Regions from separate parts of the Mus musculus genome. Here region 2 is linked to region 1. Evidence: chromatin contacts called from public promoter capture Hi-C data. All regions are on one chromosome and are shown on one strand. The core of a region is the stretch at or near the end of the contact, and the rest is flanking DNA. Distances in the headings are between cores, read along the strand shown. Region 1 holds the start of Ak5 (adenylate kinase 5). Region 2 overlaps St6galnac3 (ST6 (alpha-N-acetyl-neuraminyl-2,3-beta-galactosyl-1,3)-N-acetylgalactosaminide alpha-2,6-sialyltransferase 3).

Region 1 (5,997 bases), core at 1,465-3,964:
CCTTCCTTAGGAGAGGTCTGGACTGGTGCCCGTGCTTCAAATCTATAGAGTCAGCTTTGATTTTTTCCCACCACACCTGCCGCTATCTGATGTGTTCTTGCTTGTGTCCGATTTTCTGCTATCTCTGTGCTTTACTTCTTTTTTGTTTATCACAGTCTGATGTTGTTTGGCCATTTTCTTTACCTTTCCCTCAATGTACTGTTTAAAGTCTTTACTACACTTTATTCATTTGTTTGTTTGGTGTGTCTGTCTGTCTGTTTGTTAGTCTGTCTGTCTGCATGTGTCTGTGTAGGTGGGTGGGTGCTGACACCTGTGCCACAGCACCAGAGCGCATGTGTAAAGGTCAGAGGACAGATCTGGGAAGTCCTCGCTTCCCAAGCATGTGGGTCCTGGGGAACAAGTCAGAGTATCAGACTCGTCCACACTGAGCTATCTTATTGGCCCTATCATACTTACTTATTACACACATTCTCCAATGGAAACTAGGGTCCTTACCAGCAAGAGATTGTCTTAGTTACTGCCATAGCACAGAAACTTACCATGATCTCCCAAGATATGATCACAAGAGACAATTCTATTATTTTTCCTCAGATGTCCCAACTCCTATACCTTCAAAAACGCTAACCATTCTCGAAAATTGTAAAAATTAAAGCTATACCAAAAGATTTTTGAAGAGGATGGAGACAATTTCATTTGTATTAAATATAGAGACCCCAAATGAAATCTTTGTCTCTTTAAACTTATTTAGTCATGACCCACTTATCTGAATACAAGGTAGGAAAATATCATGATATGCTAATTGTTACCAAATACGCAGACGTGGAGAATGTTATAGTTTGTTGGAGCTTGAAGGAATGTGTCTCTACAGTACAAGGGGCTTCAGGCTTTCTATGCCCAGCCTTAGAACCATCACAGAGCTGGTAAGACGGGATAGATTTGGCAAGGATGCCCCTATGCTCCTGTCCCTGCTATCTCCAGCCCAGCTTTGAAAGCCTGTACTTTCTGCATATGCTCTGTCCCTGTGAGGCCGCAGTCTGCAGTAACAGTGACTAGCATCTTGCCCTTCCTACACCTCTCTACTCTGGGATACACCAGCTGTCACTCTCTAAGGCTGATGTAAACTTGCTACATCTGTTTCCAAGCTGGCTACAGTGTGTTTTCTCTGACCCCTCTCTCTTTACTAGGTTGTTGCTGTCACTTGCTGGATTTACTAAAGATACTAAGAATCATGTATCACCTCGAAACAAAAACAAACCCTAACACTAGCAACAGAACCCAGGAAAGAAGGACCTCAAGAAGACCTACAGGAACTGGCCTCTTCAGTCCCGTGTGCTTCTAAGTCGACTAAGCCACCAGGCCCTAGGATTTTCCAAGGACTGTGGAAATGATTGCACAGGGCAGAGATGGCTTTGGCTCCCTCCAAAGCCTGCTGTCAACTAAGTGAGAGGAACATAAGTGGAGACATTCTCACAGAGGACACCAATGTCCTCAGAACTGAAAAAATCGCCCCCATAACATGACACATTATTATGGCATGTGGCTTCAAAAATGTTCACAAATTTTATTTAATTCTCAAAATTGAGCTAATTAAAATTTGATCTCCCGGGCTGGTGAGATGGCTCAGTGGGTAAGAGCACCTGACTGCTCTTCCGAAGGTCCGGAGTTCAAGTCCCAGCAACCACATGGTGGCTCACAACCACCCATAATTAGATCTGATGCCCTCTTCTGGTGCGTCTCAAGACAGCTACAGTGTACTTACATATAATAAATAAATAAATCTTTAAAAAAAAATTGATCTCCCTCCCTCTGCTCAAATAAAGCTGTAGCTTGAGCAACAGCGGCTTATGTGGACCAAGAAATAGGTCCAAGGAAAGATCCTGAAACAGACATTCAAATGGTGAGTTTTTAATTTGAAGCATTTAGAGTGCTGGTTTCTACCAGACCCCAGATGCCAGGAGTCTGTATGTAGCTTTTGCCTCCTTTCTTCCACATACCCTCTCCAGAGTGGGCCCTTGCAGGCAGTTAGAGATCATATTCCCTGGAGACCCAGAGCATCTCTCAAAGAGCAGTGAAAAGACATCTGTGGGAAATGAGTCATCTTGGTAGCTGTGGGGAGGATGGGTGCACCTTGGTCTGTAACTGGGTAGGCACCAGTACACCTCACCAGCCGTCTCCTGTTAGGGCGTTCTGATGGCCCTTGGGCCAGTGACCACTTTGCAGTTTAAAGCAGACCCCAGCTCTCCACCACTCAGTCCTCTCTTCCTCCTTCAGCTCCTCCCAGCAGAAAAGATTCTTTGACTGCTCACTAAATCTTACGCTAAGGATTTCAGGCCTTCTACTCAAATGTTTAAGTTGCTCCAACTTTTCTTAAGGGCTGGGTACTCCAGTGTTAAAAGACCCAACAGAATCCTTCCTCTTTCCCTACTTCCAACTCCCTATCACTGAAAGGCCATTAACTTAAGAATATATGAATTCTCTGACTTGGGTTTTTCCCCCCTGGAAGAGCTCCTGGAGGAGCTCATGATAAGTGGTGTCTGTCTGTCTGTCTATCGTCTGTGGTGTGTGTGGGAGTGTCTGTCTGTGGTAAGTTTGTGGGGGGGGGAGTGTCTGTCTATAGTGTGTATGGTGTGTCTGTATAGTGTGTGTGTGGGGGGGTGTCTGGTGTGTGTGTCTGGTGTGTGTGTCTGGTGTGTGTGTGTGTGTGTGTGTGTGTGTGTGTGTGTTTGTGTGTGTGTGTGTGTGTGTAGAAGCAAAACTGTATCCAGCTCCAATCGCCCGGTTCTTGGCTCCTTGGTGCCCTGGCTGCCCTGGCTGCGTTGCGGGCTGGGGAGTGACTGCAGCCCGCGCGTCCCCACCCCCGCGCCCCGCGCCCGCCCGCGCAGCGTGACTGGCGGCCGCCGCAGCGAGCTCCGGAGGCGCGGGCCGAGCGCGCAGAGCCGGGAGGCGGCGGCTGGTGGCGTCGGCCGCGTGGTCCTCCTCCGCGCCCCTCCCCTGGCGCTCGCGCTGCCTGCGCCCGGGAAGCCGCTGCTGCTCGCTGCTGGCTGGCGCGGGGACCGGCGCGGACGCGGGGGCGACGGGAGCGCGGACTGCACAGCTGCCCGGGAGTCGCTGAGGGGACCCCGGCCTGAGCGCATCCAAGTGAGGGCTGCGCCCCGCCAGCCCCAACCTCGGGAGCTTCCCCTCCTGCTCCCCACTGCACGCGCGCCGTACAGCCATGAACACCAACGACGCCAAGGAGTACCTGGCCCGGAGGGACATTCCTCAGCTTTTCGAGGTAAGAGGCTGGGGTGGCCAAAGGATCCCCAGCGAATGTCCCGAGGGCCAGTGCCCGGCTGCACCTTCCGGTGTAGGGTCCCTAATGAAGGCGCTCACAGAGGCTCGCCGTTCCCTTCGCCCCAGACAAGTCGCCTTGTGCGCTCGGGTCGCTCGGGTCCTTTTCAAATGCAGGCTTCGAAACCCGTATCTTGGGATCAAGTTTCCCTCTTCAAGCTGGGTACTGGATGCAGGCTGTCCCCAGAGTATCCCTCCGAGATGGGCACCCAGAATGGACAGCAGATCGTGGCCTGGCAGCACTCTCTGGGACTGAGGGTCAAGCCAGGTGAGACCAGTGTCGCCCACACGGAGGCAGGACAGGAAACTGAAGGTTCCAGAGTCCTAAACATTCCAGGCGCCAAGCGTTGGGACCCCTTGCAGGGGAGGGAAAGCGTGGACGAAGCGACTCTCCCGGGGGGGACGGCTTGAGGAGAAGGATGAAGATGGAGAGGGAGAAAAAAAACCCACACACGCATATATACACACAGCCCAGCCGATCCAGTGCAGCGCTATCTCCTGGGTCCCTGAAGCTCTAAGCGGCCAGTCAATGAACTCCCGAGCGCGTTTGCTGGTTGCTTGAAAGGTCCTCCCAGCCTCCAGCGCCAGCCCTCGCGCCCACCTACACAGACTGGGTTCGACTGGGAGCGGCCAGACAGGCGTGACTCCTGTTGCTGGCCTCTGCTGGGCTTAGCAGCAGCATCCAGCATCCGCACCAGGGACAGGGGATAGGAATGTGAGGAAGGAGGCTTGAGGAATGAGCTAAAGGTACCTGCTTCCCAGAGAGAAGTCCTGCTTCCTATTATTCTCTCCACATTCCGTCTTAAAACACCCTAAATCCGAAGCGCTTTTGCTTAGGTTATAAAACAAAATAAAAATTAAAAAAAAAAAAAAGGACGGCACCAATCCAAGCCTCATAGGATGAGCCTTAAAAATTTTGGCCTCCAATTCTGAAGGAAATGGAAGAGTAATATTATAAACCAAAGGCCACACATTGTTCTTTTTCCTGTTTAGGGGATTTTTTTCTGTTAGAAGGAAAGTGCAGTGCTTAAGACAATAATTTTTGCAATACCCCCAAACTATGTTTATTTAACCCAGGATACCATAATTACAGTGCTTGGACAGCTTTTTTTGCTGTTTTTGTAAATGTGGAAATGAAGAGCTGAAATATTTTTTTAAATTATAAATGTTAAGACCAAAACCGATTTTATTTCTATGCTTCTAAAAGAATGATAGATACACGCCTGGCGGAGTCTCCTGACATTTCTCTTCCGTGGTGCCAGGTAATGTACAGGGAGCCAGGGTGGTCTGCTCACAGAACTCTGTATGGAGTGTGCTAATGAGCCCTGGTAGGTAGCTGCTTAGGCTTCAAGCTTCCCGTTGGCTTTTCTGCATATGAATGGAATGTCCCCAAATACTGCACACACTCAAAAGGACGTCAGCTTGCTTACCTGAGAGGCACTAAACGCTGTATACTGAGACTCAGTTCAGGACAGCAAAGAGCTGGAGAAGACTATAGAGACTTCTAGGTTCCATTTGAACAGTGAGACCGATTCACTGCACAGCTTAGAGGGAAGCAGGACCTGATTGTCCATGTGACGAGTACAGACCACAAAAATCCAACACCTCAGATTTCTAAAATGGATTTTCTGTGCCAGAATCCACACTGTTCTAAGTTTAACCAGGTGCCTTCCAAAACCCCAGATGGTTGCAGATAGATAGTACATGCCATTACAGATCACAGTAACAGGTGGCTGATGCAATGTATCACCACCAAAGCCTAGAATATAATGGAACTTTTCAGATCTCTTTGGGTGGTACAGAGTATCTGCTAGGTTTGTGGTTGAAAAGTACTCCCGCTTTAAAAATAAATTAAAAACAAAACACAACAGAACGTTTGCAGCTGGTTCTGCTGTGTTCCTAATTCGCCTTTGTAATATAACTATTGGTCTCTGACCTTAGATCAGAGGTTGGCAATTAGTTGAATGCTATCAAAAGTCTAACTAGATTATTTACATATTCAGAGGGTTAACTCAGAGACTAAGCAATAGCACCAGTAGACTACCTATATTCAGTCCTGGGCTGCTGCTGGCACTTAGGAAAAAGGACTTAAGTTACCAGTGAAAGACTGAAGCTCACTGTTACCGATTTAAGAATCAGTGCCCTTTGGGGAGCTAGTTTTGTTTAGGAAAACTTGAAATGTCTGTCTCCCAGTTGGAAAACTTGCCTTGCGTATACCCACCCAACTTAAGCCTTTAGGAAAAGACAAAATTAACAGGCCTGGATTTTAAGTATTAATATTGTGGCTGGGTTATATATGGGGTTGAGAGAATCTGGTATTTTGATTTACCCCATTCCATGTTTTTATAAAATATACAAAGAAGGTTTTATGAGAAGCTGGCTCGGAGTCCTGAACCTAAGACCATCTGAGTAAGTATGCTTAAGAAATCCACTGATAACTCTGAAACACGATCTGCTGACCCAAACCTAGAGGCAGGGATGCCCACAGGCTTGAGTGTACACAAGGGCTCATGGGAGAGCCACAAGACCCCGTGTGTCGATGCAGTCGGTTCTGGCCCACAGAGTAACGGGAGCGTGGGAAGCTAACCTGCCGCACAGAAATCGCATGACACTTCCTCTGCCTCCTCAGCAGCTGAACTCATCTGATGGAACCACAAACCCAAACCC
Region 2 (5,845 bases), core at 2,030-4,529, 970 kb before region 1:
TTCCTGGTGGCTTTGGTCAGTGTTTTATCACAGCAACAGATAAGCTAGGATAGTGAGCTTAACCATGGCGGGGAAGGATCATGAAAACTGGGAATTCCTAATTTTACTTTCTGTAAGAAGTAAACCTCAAATATGTGAACTGGATGGCTTCCTTGGGTGAACACTTCTGGCGAATTGGAATGGATGGAAATGACAGCTCACTGTTTAATGGGGAACGTAGCTTCAGCCGTGCAAGTTGAAAATAGCCCGGGACTAGGCAGGTGGCGTGGTGGTTGGCGCTAATGAGAAAGTATTTAGTACCACTGAGCCACACACTTACAGACGTGTAGGTAGTGACCTTTACGTTGTGTGCACTCTACCAAAAGTTTATTTTTTAAAGGGCTAAAAGAAAAGCCTCCTTGAGAGAGCCTTTGTGTCTGAGCTTTGACTTGGTAAATATAGATATTAAGTATAATTGTACATTGTGGATGTTTAAGGGTCATTATTCTGGACTCCAGTGCTCATGTTAGGACTGGTGGAGATAAACTGTGTAGGGACTCAAGACATGCTTGGGGAAGTGCTAACAATATTTCTATGTTGTTTTACATTCCTGAGAACCATTCCTCTCGGAAATATACGGAGGCAAAAGTAATTTGGGCCTTCATTAATTGGGTTCTAATTTATCTAGCTATCTAATTTAGGCTCTCCATTAAAGGACCAGCTACCTAATGTAGTATTTCATTTTAACCGATTTCATATGCAGTCATGCAGGAGAAAGCTGATTGCAGGGGGCTCTCCTCCCTTCCCTACCTTCCCTCCACCATGGTGCGTCGTGTTCTTGACAGTCAGTAAATGTTTCTGAAGGTCATCTGTGGTGCAGAGGGGAATTAATATGAAAATGCGTTTAATAAATAAGCTGTCAGACGGCTCTCCTAGATGCCAGGAGCCGCATCGAGGCTTCTTGCCTTTTCTTTCAGCTGTGTGTATGGGGAGCGGGGTTCATAGGGGCGCTCGGAGGCGTCCCTTACAGGCCTTGGTAATCATTTCTAGCGTAGCGTTTCTCCTCTCGCTTCATCCCTCTTGAGTGACAGAGCCATTTTCTCTCAGAATCCAGCCCCTCCCCAGGAACGGGGGTGGGGGTGGGGGAGAAATAGACACCCACCATTGTAACAGTTGGAGGATGAGAGGGAGCAACTGCAGAGCATGCGCACTGCGTGGCCCTGTGCGTCTGGCAGTAGGGATGGAGGGCGAGGGTATGGCTGGTCATTTGAGTTGTGGTTGTTTAATGTTAAACTTGCAGCTTGTCTGAGGCTATGACTGAGAACTCTGCCCCCTCACAGGCTTTGCCTCCAGGCACAAACACGGGAAGATTAAACATTAATTAAAATATCTGCACAGAGGATAAGCTGCAAAGAACCGGAAGACTCTCTGGGCTCCCAATAGGGAGCCATTTACAAAGGAAGCATTGGTTTGGGCTCTGGAGGTGGTTTTGGCTTCCTTAGACCCAGGAAGCATCTTAAGGGGGAGTCTGTTTCCTGTGCTTCATAGGCAAGAAGATGGCGTTGGGTCTGCTCAGGAGCCCCAAATGTTCCTGCCCAATGTTAAGAGTCCTTGACACTTATTCCCGAGAGTCTTGGGGCTGAGCAGGGAGGTTGGTTCCTTCTCAGCTCGGTTCTTCTTCTCTGGTTAAGCCTCAGGCTTTCTGCAAACCTCTTAGCAAGGGCGCTTAGCTCTCCATTTGCCGAGGTGAAAATCCTCCCTCTCTATTCTGCCTTACAGCACCGATCCTTGAAAATACTTTGGAAGGCCTTCATTTTTCAGGCCTCGGTTGTTGACCTAGTGGCCTGCATTACAGCCTTAGCGAGGCCTTTTCTTTAGTTTTTGCCCACACTGGCCATTTTCCAACATAACGGGGTCCTGTGCTAGGGACACTGGTATGGGAGAGCTCACAGACTGTGTGGCCGTCCACCATCCTTGGTCCACATCTGGAGCACTGTCTGACCTAATTGTCCTTGAGCCTTATTCTCTGGCTGACATTTCTTCCCTGCTACCTTTGCCATGGTCACATCCCTTGCCGCTTCTTGGCAATGACCCTGTTTCTTTAGTCCATCATCTCCTTTTAAAACTGCGTGCGTTCACGGCTCCTGAACTATTCCTCAAGTATGACCAATTTTGCGTTGCTGGAGAGTCCGAGTCCAGACTCGTTTAGATACAATCAGTGTGACTTGTACGCCTCTCTTCCTTCCGGTTCTGCTTTCTTCGCAGGGTTACGTTTTCTCTTTGGACTTTGTCTTCATTTGTTTCTCTGGTTTGCCATTTATAAAGCGCTAACAGCTCCCTTAGGGCACGCTCTGAGCAGACAGGATCTCTCTTCTGTTCATGGTCAAGTTCAGGACTGAGCTGTGTACATGGTAGGCGTTCAGACAGTATTTGCACAGTGAACATGTTATGGAAAAGCCGGGGTTTTAAATTTTCCTTTAACAGTTACTCTCTGTAGCATTCAGCAAATTACATTGTGGAGGTCAAGTTTCCTCAGCCAAAAAAATTCAGAGCAGCTCCATTTTGTGAAGATGTTTGGCCAACTAGAACCAACCTCTTTTCCCCACTCAAGTCCTGAACTAATCCTGACATACAGGTACAATAGCTATTGTTATTGCTACTATTGTTAGTGTTGACTGATTTAGGACTGACTTTATCCAGGCCTATGGCTGGAATAGAAGTAGAATTCAGGAGCTGACCCCAATCCTGTTTGGGAAAGAAAGCTTTGGTTGTTTCCGTTTCACTGGTAGAAGAGTGTGGGCTGCCTACCTGTTTGTGGAGTCAGGATTTCTGATTGATCATTGATATGGTAAGGGCTTCCAGATGTAAACTGTCTCATTCCTGTTACATCACTGAAATGTAATAGAGCCAGAGAATGGAGTCTGTTCTTGTCTTTTAATCACATGGGGATTATTAAGACATCCCTTGTCTTATATTTAATCGATATGCAATATTTTATATGCTTCCACGGCTCTCGCCACGTTAGGAAGGTAACATCCACATTAGCTAACTAATTTTCACATTAGCCATAAAAATATGGTTAGTGTTCAGTACCGTGAAGAACACACACAGGTAGTTTGCATCTGGAAATGCTAATAATTGCCAGCCATTAATACTGTAAATTCAATTCGAATGTTTTAAATGTCTCCTCTTTCAAGATTGAGAGTTAAGATTAGAATTTAGAATTGAGTACCAGTCTGCACAAGTCTTAAAAGGAAAAACAAATGAATGTGACTCAGAGCGCAGCTGGAGGCAGGCCTGCGTGATTATTCTAAAGCTGTGATTGGCATGGATGTTCAGGAATTCAAATGAGAATGCTTCTTTGTCATGCCTGCTAGGGTCGCTGCCTCTCCCAAGGTGGCCAGTGTCACCGATATCATCAGCAGACTCTGATAACAAAAATTCAAGAGTCCAATTTCTGATTTAGTCTACTAGTCTTTTTCTTCTGCATCCCAGACTTGAAGATGGGTGAGGGAATTTTCACTACTGAGCCATGTTTACCATTCACATAACCAGTGGTTCTCAGAGATCATCCCACACTGTTTCAAAAGACAGACCATGTCATCTGGCTATTAACTACTATTTGTCCAATCAGAACTCAGATGCACTGGCCAACCCCTCTGAAGACATAATCAAAGAGTAGCAACCAGCCAGTGTGTTGTGTGTGTGTGTGTGTGTGTGTTTATCATGTAGGGGAATGTGCCTTCAAATAGTATGTGTATGCTGGTGTATGCATGCTTGTAGAGGCTAGAGAGAGCTCAACACCAGACGTCATTCTTTGGGAGCTGTCTGCTTATTTCTTTTAGACAGTCTCTCACTGGCCTGTCAGGAAGTCTCAGGATCCATCCCTCTGCCTTCCAGGTGCCGAGGCGACCACTCTCTGTGCAGACTTTTGTACTTAGGTTCTGGGGAACCTTAAAATCTGACAGTTTTGCTCTCAAGGCAAGCATGTTCCCAGCAACAGTCTTCCCCTATGCACACCTCGTTTACGTACAGTTTTAAATTAGCCTTTACTGTGAAATAAAAGGAGTGCTTGCCTGGGTGCTGGATGCTCACTCCTCACACATGCTACAGCTTCCAGTGCTGCTCATAAAACTGCTCATAATGGTGGTTTTCAAAGTGTGTGTGTGTGTGTGTGTGTGTGTGTGTGTGTGTATGCGTGTGTACATGTGAGTATGCCTTTGTGTGTGTGGTAAGCTATGACCTTTTGCAGTTTTTTTTTTGATAATCATGATATTGGAGATGATTATGACTTAAAAGAATACATAGGCAACTATTTCTGAACATTCATGAAGTTAGGTTCCCCCCCCCCCCTCCCATGGAGCATTTGATATATTGCTTGGTGCTTTGTTCTGGAATGGTTACTTGAAGAATATAAAGTGTAATATAGATTTTCATTTTAATGGGAGTGTTATAATACCCTCATATTTTTTCCACTTCTCATTAGTTTTTATAACCTATGAATTACCTAAAACAACTTCAGTCATTGGGATCTTGACTTGACACTTATCTTACTGTGTGTGGAGGTGTCGTCTGAGAGATGGCATCTGTATTTATGGTGCTGATATATAAAGGTAGATGTTAGGACTGTTGTCAAACATGCACATGATGCCAGGCACAGTGTGGGCTAGGTGTTGTCAAAAAAGATAATGAAGGCACAGTTATAGTAGTAGCTTATGCAAAGGTAATGAGAACATGGGTTTGCCACCACTCTTTATAGACTGGTGTGACAGATTGTATATGCTTGGCCCACGGAGTGGCACTATTAGGAGGTGTGTCCTTGTTGGAGTAGGTGTGGTCCTGTTGGAGTAGGTGTGTCACTGTGCATGTGGGCTTTAAGATCTTTGTCCTAGCTGCCTGGAAGCCTTTGGAACAAGAGGTGGAAGAACTCTTAGCTCCTGCAATCCCACATCTGCCTGGACACTGCCATGCTCCTGCCTTGACGATAATGGACTGCACCACTGACCCTGTAAGCCAGCTCCAATGAATGCCATCCTTATAAGAGTTGTTTTGGTTATGGGATCCATTCACAGCAGTAAAACCCTAACTAAGACCACGGGTCTAGTGAAGATTTTGCATTATTTATTTTTGGCTTATTTCTCCAGTCTATTTGCTCACTGACAAATCATTACATTATTACTTGCTTAAGAAAATACTCTATCCCAAGGCTTCACGCCTGAGTTATCCTCTTGTAGGTTGTTGATATTTGTACTAATTTGTAGGTAGAGACAAATACTGGCTACATTGTTAGTCCTTTATGTCTGGGTATCCTGCCATTGTGGGTTCAGCCAGCTGTGGCTCAAAAATATTTTAATTAATTAATTAATTAATTAACTTTATATCCCAATATCACCCCATCCTCCTCACAGTATCCCCTTACACAGATCCTCCCTCCTTTTCTCCTATAAGAAAGGGACCCCCCCCCCCCACAGTATTACTCTCCCTGGCACATCAAGCCCCTGTATCCTTGCTTACTGAGGCCAGACAAGGCAGCCCTGTTAAGAGAAAAGGATGTATAGACAGGCAACAGATTTAGGGACCAGTTACTGGGAGATCCTCATGAAGTCCAAGCTGTAGTTCTGCTACATATGTGGAAGGGCCTAGGTCCAGCCCATGCTCACTCTTTGGCTGGTAGTTCAGTTTCGGGAAGCTCCCAAGGGTCCAGGTTAGTTGACTTTATTGACCTTCCTGTGGAATCTCTATTATCTTTTGGCCCTTTAATACTTCTCACAACTCTTCCACAAGACTCTGTGAGGTCTGTCTAATGTTTGGCTGTGAGTTCTCTGCATCTGTTTCCATCAGCTGCTGGATGGAGCCTCTCAGAGGC

What was found. Promoter capture Hi-C pulls out the DNA fragments that hold promoters and counts their contacts.
Region 2: a promoter capture Hi-C map of embryonic stem cells shows a contact between it and region 1, with 3 times the contacts expected there. The contact joins the enhancer-like site here to the promoter of Ak5 in region 1. A contact is called at or near these places in 7 of 39 promoter capture datasets (embryonic stem cells, frontonasal cranial neural crest, hippocampal neurons and 3 more), 1 of 484 Hi-C or Micro-C datasets (palatal mesenchyme), 1 of 115 datasets of contacts at active chromatin or transcription factors (astrocytes) and 2 of 9 other capture datasets (adipose tissue and liver).

The regions. Positions count from the first base shown.
Region 1 is chr3:152,665,077-152,671,073 of GRCm38.p6, reverse strand. Ak5 (adenylate kinase 5) reads left to right here and starts at 2,714. Exons shown (of 14, transcript NM_001081277.2): 1 at 2,714-3,274. The coding sequence starts at 3,215. It overlaps AI115009 (expressed sequence AI115009), which reads right to left and starts at 4,161. Exons shown (of 4, transcript NR_040386.1): 1 at 3,242-4,161.
Region 2 is chr3:153,639,440-153,645,284 of GRCm38.p6, reverse strand. The region is part of intron 1 of St6galnac3 (ST6 (alpha-N-acetyl-neuraminyl-2,3-beta-galactosyl-1,3)-N-acetylgalactosaminide alpha-2,6-sialyltransferase 3); the gene reads left to right. Among named protein-coding and RNA genes, the nearest start is that of Gm52633, 47 kb to the right of the region's middle. Within about 2 kb of position 3,279, at least 12 of the 459 cell types and tissues checked have an H3K27ac peak or open chromatin away from gene starts, as enhancers often do. A contact at or near this core is called in embryonic stem cells, where this site is marked.